Regions from separate parts of the Anser cygnoides genome. Here region 1 is linked to region 2. A link is a contact called in public Hi-C data. All regions are on one chromosome and are shown on one strand. Each heading gives the region's core, a stretch centred on a gene start, on an enhancer-like site or on the middle of the called end of the contact. The rest is flanking DNA. Distances are from core to core; before and after follow the strand shown.

Region 1 (6,155 bases), core at 522-3,021, 140 kb after region 2:
TCGAAGGCCAATTCCTGAATAACGCACTGAAGACATTTACTGTGCACAAAAATACACACATGGAGTTTACTACATTGGCCTGAAATATGGTGTGGGTTTTTTTTTCCCGTATACTACTACAGTTTTACTTTAAAAATAATCTATCTCCAAGTAGTTAAACAGCAATAAGTCACAAGGCAGGTGTCTGCACTGAGCCTCTACTAACTGTCCTAGCAGTGACCTCCAGTCTGACAGCTTGGGATTATTTACCAACAGGGACTTGGTGCACCGTCCAGTGGAAGAATTGGGCTGAGTGAAAGACAAATATGGTGGGGATGGGCAGCGACTACACACTTGAGACAAGATGGCAAAGAAAGAATTTGTCAGACATCTGGATTTCTGCGTTAAATATCTTAATAAAACTGGGCTGCTTCACAAACGTATTTTGGCTGTAACCTTTTCATTAGGTGTTGTTGTTGCTCCGATAAGACTGTTTTAAACTGTTGCCTAATTGCTATTAGATGTAAGAGGTTATAGTTAAAATTCAGCTCATGTAATTGCAATCTGCTGGGTTTGCTTCTTTGCATTGCACTATCAAATTTGAGATTGGACCTAGACTTTAAATCAAGATCCGTAATAAACATCAACTCTTCTTTTCAGGGAGAAAAATCTCTAATTAACACAAATGGAGCATTTGCAGGCCTTGCCTTTCCGAAGGCTGACATTAACCGTAAAGCACGGGGGATAATGGAACATTGCAGCACGCACCACAGCTTTCCTACCTCCCCAAAAAAAAAATAATAAATAATCGCGTGCTCGCGCTATCACCCTCCCCTCCGTTCTCAAGGTTTACATGCCATCCCCGCGCACCTCCCATCAGGGGCCTTTTGCTGGGTCAGGCCGGCGCTGGCTACGTAGCAAAACACAGCAGCAGCAGCAGGCGGGGAAGGAGGGGGGGGGGGGGGGGGGAAGAGGCGAGCCCTCCGTGCCCCTTCCTCCCCCCTCACCCACCAGCCACCCTCGCTCAGCACAGGCGACTCGCAGCCAACGCGGGGCGCAAAATCCGCAGCCGGCTGCGGGGGGAGGAGAGGGCGGCGGGGCTGCGACAGGGCTCGGGCTTTTCCCCCCCCCCAAACCACACACCTTATCCCCGCGTCCCCTCCCCTATTTCCCCGCAGTGACCCCTCGCTGCCGACCCCCCCAACACCCCCCCCCCCACGGGTACCCATGCAGGTGCCGGCGGGGGAGGGGCACCTGCGGCCCCCCAAACCTCACCCTCCCCCCTCAAGCCCTAACACCCCCCCTCAGCCCTCCCCCACCCCCTCCCCTCCCTCTCCCCTCCCCCCCCACGCCCGCCTCCCCGCCGAAGGCCCCCGCCGGCGGTTACATAACACCGCCCCCCCCCACCCCCCTTCCTCCTCCTCCTCCTCCTCAGGCCCAGGCCGCAGGGAGGGGCCGAGGCAGGGCAGGGGCCCCGCAGCTCCCCCCCCAATTTCCCCCCCCCCCCCCCCCCACGGCTCTTTTCCTCTTAGGCCAACCGCCATGGGGGCCTCGCCATGACGGGGGGGGGGGGAGAGGGAAGGAAGCAAGGAGCCCGCAGCACCGCACCGCCGCTCACCTTCCGCCGCCTCCCAGCCGCGCGTTGCCGGCCGGGGCTTCACATGGCGGCTCCCCCCGGTAACGGCCGCCAGCCTTCCTCCTCCTCCTCCTCCTCCTCCTCCTCCTCCTCCTCCTCTTCCCCCCGCCCTTCCTGCGAGCGCGTCACGGGAGAGCCTCGCGCCACCAACGGCCGCCCGCCGGGCACGTGACGCGGGGCGGGGCGGGACGGGCGCGCGCGGCTCCCGCTCCCCTCCCCTCCCCCCCTCCCCTCCCCGCCCGCCCGCCCGCTGCGGGATGGCCGCGGGGCGGCGGCGCCCCCTGGCGGGGCGCTGAGGGGAGCCCCGTGAGGGGAAGCGAGACGTGCCCGTAGGAAGGCAGGCCTCGTTAGTCCTGCTGCTAACGGGAAACTCGGGCCGTGGTTGAGTTCGCTTTATACAGAGAAAATGGCCCCAGTCCCACAAATCCACACTGATAGAACCCCACTCGTGCTGGCCAAAACCCCAGTTTGCCCATCAGTCCTCCCACACAGGTTCAGTTTCAGTAATAAGATACATGCCTCTCTGTAAGAGAAGCCCTTATCCATAACCTTCTTTCCTCCACTTGTATTGTCAGAGCACAGAAACGGTTGTCCCATGCTTTAGAAAAAAGTTTCCAAGTGTTTCCCTGCCCTGCGCTGTGTGAGGGAGCCAAGAGCGTTAGGACTGGCCAGGCTTTTCCCCACACCCAATTCATACTTGTCAAAGTATCCAGGCAGGATAAGGAACAGTCAAGTTCGTGAAGTTCATGTCTACTGAAGTCTGGTGACCCTCAGCTATTTTAGCCAGGGCGTGGTTTCTTCATTTCACTTAGAAAAATGTTCAAGGGAAACCTCCTAGCACCTTCATGAGAAAAAAACAAAACCAAAACCATTTGTTTTTTACTCAAGTTCATGAAGTTCATGTCTACTGAAGTCTGGTGACCCTCAGCTATTTTAGCCAGGGCGTGGTTTCTTCATTTCACACAGAAAATGTTCAAGGGAAACCTCCTAGCACCTTCATGAGAAAAAATAAATAAATCGGTTTTTACTCAGAATTTTAATGAAACCCATATTCAAAAGGTGGGTGTTCCCTGCCAGGTAGAAGTGCTAACCAGAGTTTAGACCAGCCTTAAACTCTCAAATTCCGGAGACGTTGTGGCTGTCAGCTTTCTCTCTAATTTAGATCAGAAATTGCATTATTTACCTGAAACAACATGTTTGCAAGACACTGTTCAGAAAAAGGTACATTATCTAAAGCATATCCACTTCACTGGGCCAACATTTTCCACCTTTGCTGAGAAATGCCTCTACCAAGCTTAGTCCTTGCCAGTCTGGAGCAAACCAACTGTTACCCGTGCTGCGTGAGTGGATGTGTGCGTTTTTGTTTCCTTCCAGAGCAATTTCTCTAGGGGGCAGTTGTGGAGCAGAAAGGCAGAAAGACAAGTGGAGCGGGGATTAATTTAGGTTGGCAAGAACAGCTTTAAAATGGTTAGTCAACGATTATATTTTATTTTTTAAATAGAAGCTGGCATATAAGCAAATTATAAGAGGAACCAACAATTATTTAGGGAGGCATGTGGGGACGACTGTTTTGTTTCGTGAAGTAAAGCTAGGTTAAGAGGTAACAGTGAAAAAGGGTGAAGTAACCATACAATACTTTCAGCAAAGATTACATATAACTAGCTAAAATAAGTAAAAGGGAAAGGAATTACTGTTAAAGAGAGGATGAAAGTATAAAAATTTAGGTAAAGGGGCAAATATTAACAGGAATTATTTACTTCTGTGTCTTGTAAAGCCTTCATTTTGCACTTCATCTGCACTGGCAGGCTTCTAAGCTGACATAGACAAATCTTAGGTTATAGTAGGCAGATCAGGAACCGGGGCATATGCTTACTCATTGTGTAAATATTTACAGGGTAAAGCCCAGCTTAAAGCATGTTGACTTCAGAAAAATAATTCTTGCTATCTTCACCAAGTTTGGAATCAAATCTGGGGCTGGGGAGAGAGAGGCAACATATGTACAGGCCTCAGTTCAATGGGACTGTGGTCTTGGAGCATCTCAGTGGGGTCAGTGTGACTGGTAAGCAGCTTGTCCATATAAATCCTACTGTCTGAGTCAAATTCTGCTCCCACCAACAAAAAACAAATAATTTCAATCAATCCAGCACGAGGGAATTTCAGGTGAAGTATGAGAGGCTTCGTGTCATGCTTCTTGCAGCCTGATAAGGGAGACACGACCTAGCAGTGGCTGCAGATGCTGTGAGCTTTGAAGGTTGTTGTCATAAATACAGGATAACTCTGGGCCTCCTTGTGCCAGGAAGGGCATGTAGAGCCACCAGCTGAAGGTCTGTCCTCACGTTGATACTTCTGTGTGTTCCTTTGATTGGTCTTGGGCCATCATAATACACGTAAATACGAGGGCCAACAGGGACTCAATCCACTGCTATGCCACAGGCGGAGGAATAGGAATAACTTAACATTGGCCATGTTTTTTGTGTTTTTCACAATTCCTGTTGTGCTGGTCTGTAGTTAGCTATGTTCCAGAGGAAAAGGACTGGCAATTACTTGGCCCTGCTAGAGCCACGGTGATCATCCGGTAACAGAAGGCTCACCATCCTCATACCAGCTCCAGAAGCTAAGTAAGGTGAAGTCGACTGACTACCAGTTACTGCTCTCTACTTTTCCATAAGTCACTGTCCTGCAGCTTCTGCAGCTCTTACTCCGTGCCAGCAGCCCCTGGAAGACCGACAACCCACTGGGAACAGCTGCAAGGCGGCAGACAGCACCCCGTTTCCTTGTCATGCACTATGTGGTAGACCCACGGGGCGGTCTGGGTTGGAAGGGTCCTACGTCTGCCTCACTTGGACACCGTCTAACAGGGAGGTGAGGGCACGACGAAGGCACCCTCCCCACCCAGCTTTGCCCTCGCAACCCGCTGCTGACACCCCGTGGAGCCGGGCCGGGGCTGCAGGCAGCTGCTGCGCTGCCTCTGGTGGTGATCCGCAGGGTCGCCTTAGGCTGCACCGGTGGAAACACCCCCCCGGCCCCCGAGGAGAAGCTGAGGACGTGCGCATCGGCGGTTTCCTGCGTCTAGGTAATTATGAATGACGGAGGCTCACTTCACAGCTCCTGCAATGCTGTAGTAACACAGCCTTGCTGTAGCGATGCCTTAAATATTGACTTGTAAAAAGCTGCAGGATTATTGCAGTAGTTTCCTGACCAAGCACTATTGTTTCATGGTAACCGGTGAAAAATGCTGTTGTAAAAATCTAATCTGCAGCATTTAGTTCTAGCATTAATGTGTTACATAAGGCCTATCGCTACGTACACATACATCTTAGCCATGATGCCAATTTTCTCTAGCCCCTAAAACACAATGCAGTCAGATATTTTTAGAAGGAATATGTTTTATTATAACCACAATTAATCAGTTCTGCTAGGCAGAGCTACTCTTGCTCTTTCAAGAGTGAAAGAAGCTAGGAAAGATTTCTAGCCAGGGATGGAAATCCCTGTCTTTCTTGCATGGTTTTTAAATAACACAGGAAGAAAAAAAAAGAAAAAAAAAAGGAAAAAAAAAAAAAGAAAAAGAAACCTCTGCAGGATAATCTACACTAGCAAACAATCTGTTTTTGTTGTTCTTTTTTTTTTTTTTTTTTTTTTTTTTTTTTCTGAGCATGTTACTAAGAGCAGTTGTGAAAGGCTAAAGCAGCACAAGATGAAAACTCACAGAGAGACCAGCAGTCTGCATTGAGGTCTGGCATTAGGGAAAATGCCTGTGGGGCTCTGGACAGAAGGCACTCTTAAGACAATGACAAAGGCCTGGCTGAAAAATGGTGGGAAGCAAAACAATTATGAAAAACAAATGAACCTGGAAAGGCTGTTGGAAAGAACCAGAGCTAACAGCTCTGGGCATTCTGCTAATGAGGGAGCAATACAGCTCTTAGGTTACTGCTGCAGTCCAGTGGCTGAAGGGAAAGATGTCACCAGTGGATATTTCTCCTCTGTCTTCAACTAGCCTGACCCAGAAGAACAAAAATGCTGGCACACGAGACTCTTCTGCTGGCTTTATTTATCCAACTTTACTCCCCAGTAGTCATTCTGAAGAGGTGTTAAGGTAGCCGATATATCAAACCTATTTTGCACAAAGTCTGGATTTATTCAGGAGTCTAAAGATCCCTCTGTCCTCTCTTCCCCTTGCTTATTACCACTGACTGGTGCAACGCTTAAGTGGTGTTAATTATGTGGTAACAGTCCTCCACTCATACAGCAGGGCTGCATCTGCCCTTGAAACTGGGAAGACTACATAAAAATAAATTTTGGCTAATTTTGTGCTGAAGTACTCTAGGACTCTGCAGTAGTAGAACTTATTTTAGATGAAAATTGCACATCTGCAAAGATTTCTGCATCATCCTGATAGCGTTCTGGCATCTCCATTTTAGCAGTTCCCTCAATGCAAAATGGGTTTTGTGAAGAGCAAATATGCATGAGTGGATTGCCACCTGCAGCCTAGCTTTTCATGGATCTGAAACCATGACTCAGTACTCAAAGATATTGTTAGATA
Region 2 (5,683 bases), core at 710-3,209:
GGTTAGGTAGTAGTTTGACTTCAATTGCCATTCAGTGATTTTTTATATCACTCACCTAATTTCTCGATCATGTATTGAAGATGAAAATGCAACATTCAGCGTAACTCCATAATTCCTCAATGACTGTTTTATTTCTTCCAAGCCACTTGTCTGTTGATTCCTCCCACTGCCCTGATAAAAGTAAAAATATTACACATTCTACTTTTGGTCACCTCTTCCTAAAATCCCCAACAAAACCTTTTTAGTAATACTTTAAATTCAAAGTCTCTTGGATGACAGTAGATTTGCATTTTTGCTGACAGGATAAGAAGCAGACAGATTACAGGCACACTTGCTACAGGATGTAGAGGAAGAGCTCGCCCTCAGCCCTTGAGAACTAAATATAGATTACTATTTGATATAGAATAAATGCAGAGATAGTTTGAAAGGTTTTAGCTCATCAAAGCATCTAAAATGATAGCTATATAAGCTGTTTGAAAAGGAAAAAAATTGACACTGTTTTTGATGACATCTTCCACAACAAAATTTTCACAAAAAGTATCTTTTTCATTTAAGATCTGTCTTACCGAGAATGTTAGACTTATCAAAGAACTCTGAATGTATGAAATTATTTATATTCGACTATCACATTTCATTTTTCTCTTAATCTTGTGTTTTCTGCATCAAAGGCATCAAAGCCTTTCTCTAACAAGTATGTGTAAGTAAGAATAAGTTTATATTTCAGTTTTATATATATATACACATGTTGCATGTGTTTGTGTGGTGTCACCTGAGAACGGGGAAAAAGAAACCCAGATCTATGCACTTACTTCATCATAGGAAGTGAGGAGGTGAATAGTTTTCACTTTGCATGGCCCCTTAACCAGCATCTCACAGAACCGTAGGAAGTTATACAGCTGTAAAAGTTTTGTTTAATTTAGTAACTTGGATTTTTTTAGCTATTACATGCATATGCTATGCTGAATATCCACTTGCCTGATGAACGTGCCTAATGTACGGGTCCTCCACCCAAACTTCAGAAACAATCTCAGTCAGATACTCTTGGAAAAGCTTTTCATAGCTGTAACCTGTTGCATTTTCCTCTATCCTGATTTGCTTATGGTATTTGCCATCTGAAAAAAAAAAAAATATATATATATATATATATATCTTTTTTCAGTAAAGACCCCGGCAGAATTCCGATGTCAACCACCTTGCCCACGTTATGACAGACATTTAAAGACAAACGGGTCAGTCGCAGCTCCCCACCTTGTTTCTCTTTCTCAATGTGCTTTTTAATGTCTTCAGCCCTGGTCATGTACTCAGATATCTTCTGCCGGTAACGCTGCTTTTTTGCCTCATCCTTTGTGCCTGCAAAGCCAAACCGCACGGGTCAGTTCTCTCCAGACCTCGGCCACCCGGGCACCGGCTCCTCCCGGCGCCGCTTCGTCCCCTGAAGCGACGGGGGACGGGGATGGGGACCGGGATGGGGACGGGGACAGGGATGGGGATGGGGACGAGGACTGGGACCGGGATGGGGACAAGGACCGGGACGGGGACCGGCCCTGGGAGCACACACCGATCGCGTCTCCTCAGGACCACGGCGGCTGGCGGTCCCTGAGGGAGGGCGCGGGGAAGGGGGTTTCGCAGCCCCCCCGTACGGCTTTACTCGCAGCCCTCGCCCGGTACCTTTGACCACCTGCAGCAGCAGGTCGATGCCCTCCTGGTAGCACACCAGCGACTCCTGGAAACGAGACGCCAGGTCCAGCTCCACCGCCCGCTTCACCGTCTCCGCCCCGGCCCGCTCCAGCGCCGCGGTGCCATCGCCCCCCGCCCGCGACATGGGCACCGCGGAGGCGACCGGGAGGGGACGGGGACGGGGACCGGGTGGGGCACGGCGACCGGCTGCCGGGGAAATGGAAACTGAGGCGGGGGAATGGGCTGTGCCTCACCCTTGTCCTTCCCCCGCCTCGGAACTCGAGCGCGGCGGTGGCGGTGCCCGGCCGGGGAACAGCGCCGCGAAATGGCGGCCACGGCGGGGCGCGGCGGCGTGGGGCTAGGAGCTGTGTGGAAGGTGGCCGGGGGGTCCCGGGGGTCCTGGGGGGCTGTGGGGGCCGGTCGGGGTCTCTGCTGGCCGGGAAAGTACCTCAGTGCCGGGGTACTCTCTTCGCCGTCAGCCGCCGCGAGATGTAGTAAATGCAGGCTGTGTGCTCGCCGAATGTGAATTCAAGCGGCTGCGCAATCTGCTGGCGGGCGTTCAGGGCTGTAAGGCCACGAATGACATTATTTATTTGTTTGTTTTTTAGGTGCTGGGGAAGAGGACCGAGGGGGTAGCGCCCGCAGTCTGGGCCCGTCAGATGTTCACCAGGTCGAGAATTCCCAAGGAGGTACGCGCTGCCGTAGTTGAGGACACTGAGAAGAGACATCAGCCTGCTTAATTTGGGGCTTAATTCTGTGCTGTGGCAGATTTCTGGAGATGTGGGTAAATGACTCTAAAGCCAAAGAGACTGCAAGCTGGGCTTAATTTGTATCGTAGCTTACCTTTTGTAAGATGCCATTTAGTTTCACTTTTCGTAAAATCATTCGTAAAGCCTGTGGAAAAACTCACCGTTCATAGGCTGAACAGAGGTCCTTGTGAGATACATACGGATGAAGTGCTGTTGTGGGGAGCTGGGGGTTGGCATCTTCTCACAGGTAACTGGGGATGGGACTAGAGGGAATGGCCTCAAGTTGCACCAGGGGAGGTTTAGATTGGAGATTAGGAGACATTTCTTCACAGAAAGAGCAGTCAGGCATTGGGACGGGTTGCCCAGGGAGGTGGTGGGGTCACCGTCCCTGGGGGTGTTCAAGGAAAGGTTGGACCTGGTGCTTAGGGACATGGTTTAGTGGGTGACATTGGTGGTAGGGGGATGGTTGGACCAGATGATCTTGGAGGTCTTTTCCAACCTTAATGATTCTATGGTTCTGTGTATCTCCATGCAGTCGTATGGCTTAACTTCAGAGTCAATGCATTAATCTTCAAACCATTATAAAAATACGTTTGGTAATGTTATAAAGCTAAATTTGAGGTCTTGGTGCATTTACCTTCTGAAAAGAAATGTAATCGGAGATGTTAGATATTTACCAATGCTGAAGAGAGTTATTTTGTTAAGTGTAATAATAATTCACGTGTTTAGAAAAACAATCAGTGACACTTCTATTCTAGGTATTTCAACCACGGCCTGAAGATCATGAAAAGTATGGAGGCGACCCTGAGCAGCCCCACAAAATCCATGTTGTTACTAGAATAAAAAGTGTAATCGGTCGCCCATATTGGGAAAAGATGATAATACATAATCTTGGACTGGATAAGGTATTGTGGTGATGGTTGTAGTTCATACTTATTATGCACATCAAATATGTAGAGAAACAGGGTAGAATTCAGGCGTCAGTTTTTCTTGCATGTTTGCTCGTTTTTAAGGACTTCAGTTTTTACAGTCACTAAATTTCAGTTTCTTTACAGCTACTATAAAGTACAACTGAGCAATGGATTATGTATGTAAGAGCTGAGAGGAACACTAATGGAAAATATCCATTTATTGGGAATTCAGATTACATGTGTATGGTATTGCTGTTGTGCTTGAGGAGAACTTTACCTTAAGAATAATGCTTAAATAAAAACAGATTTGTAAATACTCAGAACTCAGCTTTCTTTGGGTGATACTAATTAGTTATTGCAAGCAGGCAAATAGGCCTCATTTATTACTGAAAAGACTTTCAAATCTAAAAGGTATGATGAATTTTCAAATAAACTCCAAAAGTTTGTGTCAATTTGTTTTTCCAGTTTTTCATAGGCCAAATTGCACACTGTGCAAAGATTCATCTAGTCAATGTTATATTACGGAGGAAAAAAGTGTTTGATCAATTTAAGGCCTAAGTGAATCAAGTCTCACCTGTAAACTACTGTATTTACATTTACAGGTATTTTGAACAGTTGGAAGAAATTTGTATTAATAATGTGATGGGAATAAAGCTGGAATTGTCATTTTGCTGGAATCAAGAATTTGAGTATTGATTTCATATTTTTTGTATTATCGGAATACATGAGTTTTATTTCTCTAGGTCTAAATATGCATATGTGGTTTATATCTTTACTGATAGTGTGGAAAGTTCAGTGAACAGAGGTTTGTGCTTTAGAAGTGTATTTTTAAAACCTATGCTCTCCTTTATAGGCACATCAACCAAGACTGCACAAAAATATCCCTTCTGTGAATTCCAAACTGAAAGTTGTTAAACATCTGATAAGGTTTGTTAGCTACTTATTTTATTTGGAATACTTAATATAACTCCATTCTAGTCGTAGAACCTTACTAAGCAGACTCTTCTGCCTTTAGGATACAGCCGCTGAAACTACCTTACGGGTTGCCAACAGAAGAGGAAATGTCAGACACCTTTCTTACGAGCAAGGGAGAACTTATCATTAGAAGTCGTCTGAAACCTGTGGAGCAGAAAGAAATTAAGTCATAAGGTGTGCTGGTTGCATTTATGTTCTCTAAAATAAATAATTTAACTCCTGTGTTAAGTGTCCGTGTATGAAATGGAAGCTTAATTCTTACCACGTCTGGTACAAGTGGCAGAGATGACGCTGATGATTAAAAGATTTGTGGAAGGGTTACATGTGCACAAATATAAAATTCAGTGTTGCTAACGTTTGCCTGAAATACTAGATGGCTGGGGTTTTTACTTCATGTTTAAACATTTTGGTTAGATTATTGCAGTTTATGGCCAGCTTTTAGAGACCTTTATAAACAAGGTTAGATAAGCAGGAAAGTAAGCAGACTAGATATAAGTAATGATGGTTAGTGCATTTCTCAGCTAATAGTAAAGGTTTACAACAAAGGTGCATGACTCTACCTTTACTGTGCTAAGAAAAGAACAGGAATTGAAATGGCTTCTGTTCAAAAGTTATTTGAGAACTGACTGGATATCCATTGACAGCTTAATTTATTGAGTCAGGCTTTGTCATTCAAATATCAAACTTGTTTCTTAGCAGACAGTCTCATCTGGCTTCACATGTATCTTAAAATAGGGACCTGAACTCCCCATTTGGGAGTGACAGAAGGAGTGATTCACATCTTGTTAGGTTGTACAGTTTGTCTTTCAGGAAACATGCTGTGTCACTGCATACGTATTTCTTGATTCTGAGTGTTTAGTAATAATAGCCTAAGAGCTGTAGTCTATGTGAAAGTTAATGCTTTTCTCATGCTAATATTGCAGACTTAAGAAATCTGGAGACCTTAAAGCATATTTGTTTGATTTAGGTTAGTAATTATGAGCTCCAAACATAAAAAATAACACCTTTCATGGGATTATCTTGAATAGTGCAATGATTTACAGACTATTTCTATTTACAGTTTAAGAATTGTGGCTAAAATTAGGAAGCTGTTGCTCTATCAAATGATAAAGTAATTTTCATGCCAGCAAGCATAAATTCCATAGTTTACCGTGCTGTGAGCCTCTCCCACACTAGAGGCACTGTAGAGGAGTTAATCTTAATGACTGTATGTTGTGAGAAGATCAGAGGGATACAAGTGGCTGAAAACGAATGTTTATCCTTTCTGCATGCTTGCAGAGAAGAGTAAAAACCAGTAGGAGTTCAAAGGAATAGGCGTATCAGTAGAGGGACATAAAAGCTAGAGATACTGTGTGCAGGAGAAGGACAGAG

What was found. Hi-C and Micro-C count contacts between places; a contact is called where the count stands out from the background.
Region 1: a contact with region 2 is called in a Hi-C map of liver, with 2.3 times the contacts expected there. The contact joins the promoter of REV1 here to the promoter of MITD1 in region 2. A contact is called at or near these places in 2 of 7 Hi-C or Micro-C datasets (granulosa cells and liver).

Annotation. Positions count from the first base shown.
Region 1 is chr1:142,279,839-142,285,993 of Taihu_goose_T2T_genome, forward strand. It overlaps REV1 (REV1 DNA directed polymerase), which reads right to left and starts at 1,772. Exons shown (of 24, transcript XM_066984023.1): 1 at 1,598-1,772.
Region 2 is chr1:142,134,960-142,140,642 of Taihu_goose_T2T_genome, forward strand. It overlaps MITD1 (microtubule interacting and trafficking domain containing 1), which reads right to left and starts at 1,960. Exons shown (of 7, transcript XM_013180634.3): 1 at 1,669-1,960; 2 at 1,249-1,350; 3 at 976-1,112; 4 at 810-896; 5 at 56-171. The coding sequence starts at 1,822. It overlaps MRPL30 (mitochondrial ribosomal protein L30), which reads left to right and starts at 1,916. Exons shown (of 5, transcript XM_066983968.1): 1 at 1,916-2,053; 2 at 2,286-2,366; 3 at 3,185-3,331; 4 at 4,191-4,264; 5 at 4,353-4,534. The coding sequence starts at 1,916. The coding sequence ends at 4,485.